2 separate regions of the Sus scrofa genome follow, and region 2 is linked to region 1. A link is a contact called in public HiChIP or PLAC-seq data. All regions are on one chromosome and are shown on one strand. The core of a region is the stretch at or near the end of the contact, and the rest is flanking DNA. Distances in the headings are between cores, read along the strand shown. Region 1 has its middle 28 kb from the start of MIR30D. Region 2 overlaps ZFAT (zinc finger protein ZFAT).

Region 1 (3,823 bases), core at 891-3,390:
GGTTCTGAGATATAAATACAAACAAGGTAAAGATTGCCCTTAAAAATTTAAGAAACAGGCAAGGAGCCCATTCAGCTGTTCAATAGCTAGTTGTTCTGGAGTTGTGGTACTGAGGTTGATGCTGGAAATGCAAAGTGGAACTAAACATGTTTCCTGCCATTAGAGAGTTTTACATCTGATGCAGAAGGCAAATAAATCAAGACTTAAAGGAATGGGTGTGAAGTGATATATTACACCACAAGATGCCATGGGAGCAGGGGATAGGAAGAGTCAAACCATACATGGATGTCCAGAGAAGTTTTCTCTAGGTGAAGTGCATAAACGACCCAACACAAAGTATACAACAGCGTCAGAAGCCAGCTGTGTACCCAGTGCTGGGGAAAAGGGACTGATTAGTTCTGAGTAGGTCCAGCAAGACTTCTCGGAAGAGATTACATTTTAGTTAGAACTTGAAAGGCTTAAGGGAATTAATTCCTGGAAAGAAAGTGGTGGGAGGAGGGGCTATAAGACAAGGAAGGAGACGGACATATACTTTTAAAAAGTAAACAGCAAATCTAAAGTTAAATAGTACTACATACTTTTAGAACTAACATGAGGCAGTAAGTGATTAAGTGCTAAGTCAGAGGAAAGGACTAGAAGCACAAGTTTAAGGAATGATGAGGTGAACAGTGGGTCCGAAACTTAAGGTGCCTGCACAGCTGAGCCTTTTGTGGGCTGTGGACGCTGAGTAAATGTTGGTTAACGGAGTTAATCTTTCCTCAGGTAGCTAGAAATTGTGGAGGACCTGGAGCTCCTTGGTACTGTTTACACTTTCACCAAAACCTTAGAAGAAACTTAGGCTCCCCAAGGGAGCTAAGGAAAGCACCATTCCGTTGGCTGTTCGGGGTCAAACTGAGAACCAAACAACTGCCATCCAAAACTGCACCAAGGCAGTCCAGCCCCTACGTCCAGAGTTCTAAACCTTTTGGGAGATGGGAAGGGGGTGGTGTGGATTAAAAACAGATCCACGGAGAACAAAAGAAGCTCTTTACACGTTCTTCTGTGGTGTTTTTCCCCCTCTAAAGGAAGGCTATGTAGGAAAGAGTCTGGGTCTTCACCATTACCTGACATTGAGCATATCACTTAATCTCAATCTCCCTGCGTCCTGTGTCCCCGTTTGTAAAATATGGAGGTTGTGGGCTCCGTATTAATATCTAGGGTCTATGTCAGGTGAAGTGGTTTTCACATTCTCTTTTAATTCTCACAACCACCATGGTAGATTTTGCTAGCCCCATTTTACCCAAGATATTCAGAGTGTTTAAGTAACTCATCGAAGGTCACACAGCAAATAGGCTGAGCCAGACTGCAATCCGGGGTTCCCTGACTCTATCACCACGCAATCCCAGTTCGTATACCAGTTAACCTCCCTTTACCACTGGCCAGGACTCCCTTCTCTCGAAAACCGAATCGCCCCCTTTCCTCCCACCGAAACTCCCAAGCAACGCGCCCCTTTTCGCTCTGCGCACGCTCAATTGGTCAGGAAGAATTTTCGCTCTGCCTTGGGAAATTTTTCACGCCACTCTGGCAGCCGAGCCCGCCCCGCCCACCGCTTCTCCTCACTGGATTGGTCGATCTCAGGGAGGCGACAAGGAGACCCAGACGATCCCTCCACCCTCCCCCCCCCACGTAACGCTCTGGGTGCGCGCGCTCCGAGCGTGCGTGCGTGCGTGCGTGTGGGTGAGCACGTGAGGCCCCAGAACGTGCACAGAAGGAGGGGCAGGAAGCGGGGGGCGAAGGGCGGGGCTCCCGTTGCCATGGCAGTGACGTCAGGCGTCGGCGAGCGAACCCAGCCCCTTCCCCACGCGCGCGCGCGCACATACAGAGCTACATGCACCCGCGCGTGCACCGCCGCTCTCCCTCAGACACACTGGAGGGAAAGGTCAAACTAAAGGCGAGGGAGCCGGGAGGCCAGAGGGAGCCGACGCCGCTGCCGCCGCCGCCGCCGCCGCCGCCGCGCGCCATGACGGACGGGGCTGAGGCCGCTTTCTCTCCGCCGCCGCCGCCGCTGCCGAGCCGCGGCTCTCGTCGCGCCCCCTACCCCCGCCTCCCGCGCCCCCTCCCCCCCGGTGCTCGCGCGTCCACGCGCCCCCTCCCCCTCGGCGCTCCAGGCGCGCGTCGGGCCCGGGGCGCGCGCCGGCCCGAGCGGGCGCGGGAGGGTGGGGGCCGCGGCTGGCTGGCGGCCTCCTGGCGCGACCCCAGACCCCCTCGCCTGGCCCCTCGGCTAGAGCCCCCCAGGTGAGTGCGGTGGCGGGGCGAGGGTGTCAGGAGCGGAGAGGGCACCTGGCGAGCTCAGCCCCTTGCTTGACCCCTTCCGGGGGCGCTGACAGGCGCGCGGGACCCGGCCTCTGGGGGGCGTCGCGGGGTCAGCCTGTTCCGGGGCCCCTTTGGGCGCCCCTGCCCCTCAGGGTCGGTCCCCGCAGTGGTGGGGGGCTCGGGGCAGGCGTGAGTGCAGCCGCCAGGCAGGAGTTGGCTGGGCGACTCGGGCGTGGGACAGGCGACGAGAGGCAGGTGGGCCCCTCTCTGGGGCTTGGGACAGCGCGGGGAGGGGGCGGGGGCCGGGCCAGGTGCGCGCGGGGGGCCCGCTGGAAGCTCTCACGACGTGCTTGCTGGGCAGTTGGGAGAAACTCTGCCCGGGGGACTAGGCGCCCTGCTTTTGCCCGGGCCAGCGAAAGCGGCGGATTTTACAGAAAAACTCGGGGGAAGCCTGGCTGGCCCCCGAAAGGAAGAAGGACCTAGAGGACCCTCCTGGGGGGACCCAGACTTGAACACATCTGCCTGTGGGTAGCACTAGGGCATGGTGTGCGAACGTTGCCATGCCAGTGTTTAATGTTTGTTGCTTATGGTTATTTTTGGACTAAATGATTTAAAAAAAAAAAAAAGTTACTTGGAAGAGAGGGAACTGCTTGAATGGTCATGAGTTCTTCCCTGTGTATGCAGGAAATGGGTTAATCTTTCACACCGCCACCCCCCAACTGAATCTATGCCCAGTGGACTTGCAGAGTAATAAATACAAAACTCTAAAGCCCCGAAACGAGGTAATGTTTTTGTCTGATGAGTTTCAGGTGTCAGGCTCCGGGTTCTGTGGGAGAAAAATAGAAGCAGGACACCGAGGTACTTGATATGCTCAAGCAGTCGTCTTTTTGTAATAAGCTTTGGAGCCCGTCAAAGTGGAGTTTAGTTATAACTGCCAGGGTTAAGTAATCACATTGACCCAGGGCCGCCCACCAATCAGGAGCTTCTCTGGAAGTAACTTGGAAGACTGCTCTCAGCCCAGGACTCGCTGGTTGTGAATAACCAGTGCTTCTGCCGATTTTTTCCCCCCTCTTTCGTTTTCCACTGTTATAATGCATGCAGTCTGTTTAGCAAACGTTAGAATGAATTACCCATAGTTGAACTGCTCTCCACTGAATCGCTTTTAACTTCTCAGGTGCTAGCTCTGACAGATGTCTTTTTTATATTTGACAGTTATTTGGAAATTTTAAATAATAGTCGTTTCAGACGATAAGGAATTTTTTGAGTATGTCTAGTTTAAACAGATTATACCAAGGTGATGTGTTTAGAGGTTAAATCTCATCCAAGAAAACTTCCGGTTGTGAAAGGTGCAGGATTGTGACAGTGGAGGAAGTGTCTGGAGTCTTTGGTAAAGAGTAAGGGGACACCAGGACACTTGGTGAATTTCATGTTAACTGGCAGCCTCAGCAGATAACAGACTTACTCCTTACCTAAGCATTTCTGATGTGAGGGTTGCCTCTTCTGTTGTTTATGGATCTTTGGCTATTTGTCA
Region 2 (3,823 bases), core at 575-3,074, 82 kb after region 1:
AGAGACCCGAACAGCCACACAATGCAGAGTGATTTCCTTGCACCAAACACTGGGTTGGTTGTTTTGGGTTTGTTTGTTTTTTTTTGTCTTTATCCTGAAGGAATTGCATTCTTTGCTTGGAATAATTGGCAAGATGTAAAGTAAGCAGGGTAGGCGTTCCGGCTATGGCGCAATGATCAGTGGCATCTTGGGAGCGCTGGGACGCAGGTTTGATCCCTGGCCCAGCGCAGTGAGTTAAATAGCCCGCATTGCTGCAGCTGCAGCTTAGGTCCCAACTGTGGCTCAGATCTGATCCCTGGCCTGGGAACTCCATATGCCACAGGGCGGCCAAAAATAAATAAATAAATAAATTTAATTGAATATTTACAAAATTTTTTTAAATAGAGCAAGATTGAAACCCACTCACTGATCTTGTAGACAATTCCTAGGATAGGATTTGAGGGTCACGGTCTTCTCTCTCCCCTCCGTGACCCTGTGAATGAACTTGAGTTCTGACATCGGGGGCCAGCAGAGCCCTGGTCCCTGCTCCCCAGCCTGCTTCTGAGCTGCCTGAGATGCTGGTTTCTGACTCAGCCTGGAGGCTGGCCCTTAGCCGTCTCTGCATACCTCCTGAGGCCGATGCTCTGCCTTCTAAGAAGGTTCTCAAGTGCACATATCCGGGACAGACTTGCCGTTGGCATCCGTAACATTTTGTTGTTATTTTTACTTTTTAAAAATTCTGACTCATGTTTTATTTTGCCTAACCCTGAACCCAGTGAAAAACATGTTTTACTCCCTTGGGATCATGAGATCAGCTTTACTTTAATGGTGATGGCGTGACATGTCATGCATTTAATCTCTGTTACAGGCTTCCTGAGGGATTTATTGATTTATTTTATAGCAAACGAACAAACAAAACCCCACTCCCCTCAGGTTGCTCTGCTCCCTCAATATTTCATTTGCAGATTAGGGGCCCAGAGGAAACCCCTTAAGGAGTAAAAAGATAGGAGCTCCCATTGTGGTTCAGCGGCAATGGACCCAACTAGTATCCATGAGGATGTGAGTTCTATCCCTGGCCTCGCTCAGGGGGTTAAGGATCCGGTGTTGCCGTGAGCTGTGGTGTAGGTCAAAGACACAGCTCAGATACAGCATTGCTGTGGCTGTGGTGGAGGCTGGCAGCTGCAGCTCCAATTCAACCCCTAGCCGGGGAACCTCCATATGCCATGAGTCCAGCCCTAAAAAAGTGTAAAGATAATAAAACATGGAAACAGAAATGCTAATGGAAAAACCACGTAGTCCTGCTATTCTGATGGTTACACTAACGTCCTCAAGCATTGTCAAAGATCACCATGTTTGTTTTATTTTGAATTTAGTGGGTTTTTTTTGGAATACATATTTCTTTGATTGGACATAGAGTCAGATCCACTGACTGTCCAAGGCCCTCGCTGGTCTCGGTGCTGCTTCTCACTGTAATTCTGTGCTTGGGGAAACGCGTTCATGGCTCTCAGGAGGTTTTATGTGGTTGTTCCTCCCAATGCAAAGGTCTCAGGCCCCTTTAAGGCCCTGATAAAAGCTGAAGACCTTCCCCGAGGAAAAACGTGTCGTGCTAACACAATTTTGTATAATTTCAGGATGTTCATTTACCCTCCCCAAAGCCATGGACTGGGATGAAAACTGCTCCCAACTCCTTCCAGCCCTGACACGGGACGATGACGCTGAAGTTTATCTAGGAAGAGGCACAAATCGGACAGCCGACCCTAATAAATCATGGAGTAGGAACAGGTGACAAGCACACACTTGTACCCATGTGACTTCACTTCTGCCAGCTCCCTCCAGCGCAGGACAAATGGTGGGTGTGGTCCCCCCCACCCTGTGCTGAGTTGCTGACAGGAGCGGGGAGGGAGGCAGGACTGGGCTATGCTGATCTGATAAGAGGATTAAGTTTCAGCTTCCCTCCCACCAACCCTAATGCCCCGGACTAAGCGGCTGCCCAAGTTCAGCCCTTTCTCAGATGGAAAATGTCTCTCTGCCCAGGCAATCGCTGCCTGCCAGCTCCCAGAGCCACCAGCTTCTCCCCCAGCCCCAACAACACCTTTGCCCAGGTGGTGCCCTCTGTCAGCAATGCCCCGCCCCTCTGGTCAAATACCCACTTGTTCTTCCAGACTGGTTCAGGTTTCACCTCTGAGCTGTTGCCCTAGTTCTGGGGGAGGGTTTAGCTGCTCCCTCCTGTGCTCTCCTGGCCCCAGGCCCGCCCCTCTCTTCCTGTGCTTCCCACGCAGTACGTGTGGACCTCCGACGGTAGTTATTTTTCTCACATGATTATCTTTCCGTTGATAGGATGAGCTTCCTGAGGACAAGGACCAGCTTCCTTCGCGGGGTCTGGCATATAATGGTTTCTTTATAAATGTTTCTAGGATGCTGTGGCTGAGTATCTGTGTATATGTGTATCTATGTGGGTGTCTATATGCATTTATTATATAGACAAGCTACAGAAAGAAAGTAGCTGATAGATACAGGGTACGTGTAGCAGACAGACACCCTAGCGAAGCAGCAAGTTCATGAAAACTTCTTTCCTAAGAGTAAAGGCTAATCACAAGGGCACTTGAGAGCAGCCTGAAGTGCAGGGAGCGGTGTGATATGGGGGCAACTCAGAGCAGACACAGAGCATGCTCTTGGCTGGGCAGAGACTCCACGTCTGGGGCCTGGACATGGAAAGCAGCTTCGTGGCAGAGTCTCTGAAGAGCCTCCAGAGGCAGGAAGCTGCCCCTGGGGCCCCACCTGCCTTTCTCGCATTTATAACAAGAGTGAGCTCTCTGAAAGGTTTTCTGCAGGGGTCTCATTTTCCTAGTGCATCTCACAGACCAAATGTTTATTAAGCCTACATGCTTTTTTTTTTTTTTTTTTTTTTTTTGTCTTTTGTCTTTTGTCTTTTTGTTGTTGTTGTTGTTGTTGTTGTTGCTATTTCTTGGGCCGCTCCCGCGGCATATGGGGAGGTTCCCAGGCTAGGGGTTGAATCGGAGCTGTAGCCACCGGCCTACGCCAGAGCCACAGCAACGCAGGATCCGAGCCGCGTCTGCAATCTACACCACAGCTCACGGCAACGCCGGATCGTTAACCCACTGAGCAAGGGCAGGGACCGAACCCGCAACCTCATGGTTGCTAGTCGGATTCGTTAACCACTGCGCCACGACGGGAACTCCGCTTTTTTTTTTTTTTTTTTTTTTTTTTTTTGCTTTTAGAGCCACGCCTGTGGCCTACATCACAGCTCACAGCAACGTGGGATCCTTAACCCACTGAGCAATGCCAGGGATCGAACCCGCATCCTCATGGATACTAGTCGGCTTCATAACCTGCTGAGGTACAACAGGCATGCGCTAGGCCTGCAGGCTTTTATTTTCTTTTGATTAACCCTCTGGGCCTTAACTCTAAATTGGGAGGAGGATGAGGCTGGTCCAGCAAACAAGGCATCCTGCACAGATGGGGAGGGGGATGCTCCACCAGCGGGAAACACTTCTCAGGATGAGTCACATCAGAAATGGGTGGTGACACCATGATGAACTGCCAGTGGCAAGACACACATGGAGACTGCGGCGTCTAATGGAACATTCGAGGGGCAATCAAGAGATGCAGCACCACCTCCGCCTCTGAGCAGTCGCCTGTAGCCGGACACTTTGGAGCCTGTTTTCCAGGCATTGGGCTAGTCCAGAGGTTGGCACGTGTGTTTACCCACAGACCGCTTTCCTGGAGTCCATCTTGTTATTCAGTCCAGCAGGACCAGCAGATAAAGGAGAAGCAGCGGGGAGGGGCCCAGAGCCCACACCCCTCCCCCAAACCTGATAACCCT

What was found. HiChIP or PLAC-seq counts read pairs in DNA pulled down with a chosen protein or histone mark.
Region 2: a contact with region 1 is called in an H3K27ac HiChIP or PLAC-seq map of skeletal muscle. The contact joins two enhancer-like sites. A contact is called at or near these places in 2 of 5 promoter capture datasets (fetal liver and liver), 22 of 47 Hi-C or Micro-C datasets (brain, embryonic fibroblasts, epiblast stem cells and 11 more) and 2 of 2 datasets of contacts at active chromatin or transcription factors (alveolar macrophages and skeletal muscle).

The regions. Positions count from the first base shown.
Region 1 is chr4:6,918,916-6,922,738 of Sscrofa11.1, forward strand. No RefSeq gene overlaps it. Among named protein-coding and RNA genes, the nearest start is that of MIR30D, 28 kb to the right of the region's middle. Within about 2 kb of position 2,141, at least 77 of the 83 cell types and tissues checked have an H3K27ac peak or open chromatin away from gene starts, as enhancers often do. A contact at or near this core is called in fetal liver, liver, omental adipose tissue and 2 more, where this site is marked.
Region 2 is chr4:7,001,152-7,004,974 of Sscrofa11.1, forward strand. ZFAT (zinc finger protein ZFAT) reads left to right here. Exons shown (of 19, transcript XM_021088873.1): 3 at 1,611-1,828. Among named protein-coding and RNA genes, the nearest start is that of ZFAT, 33 kb to the left of the region's middle. Within about 2 kb of position 1,825, at least 35 of the 83 cell types and tissues checked have an H3K27ac peak or open chromatin away from gene starts, as enhancers often do. A contact at or near this core is called in fetal liver, liver, omental adipose tissue and 2 more, where this site is marked.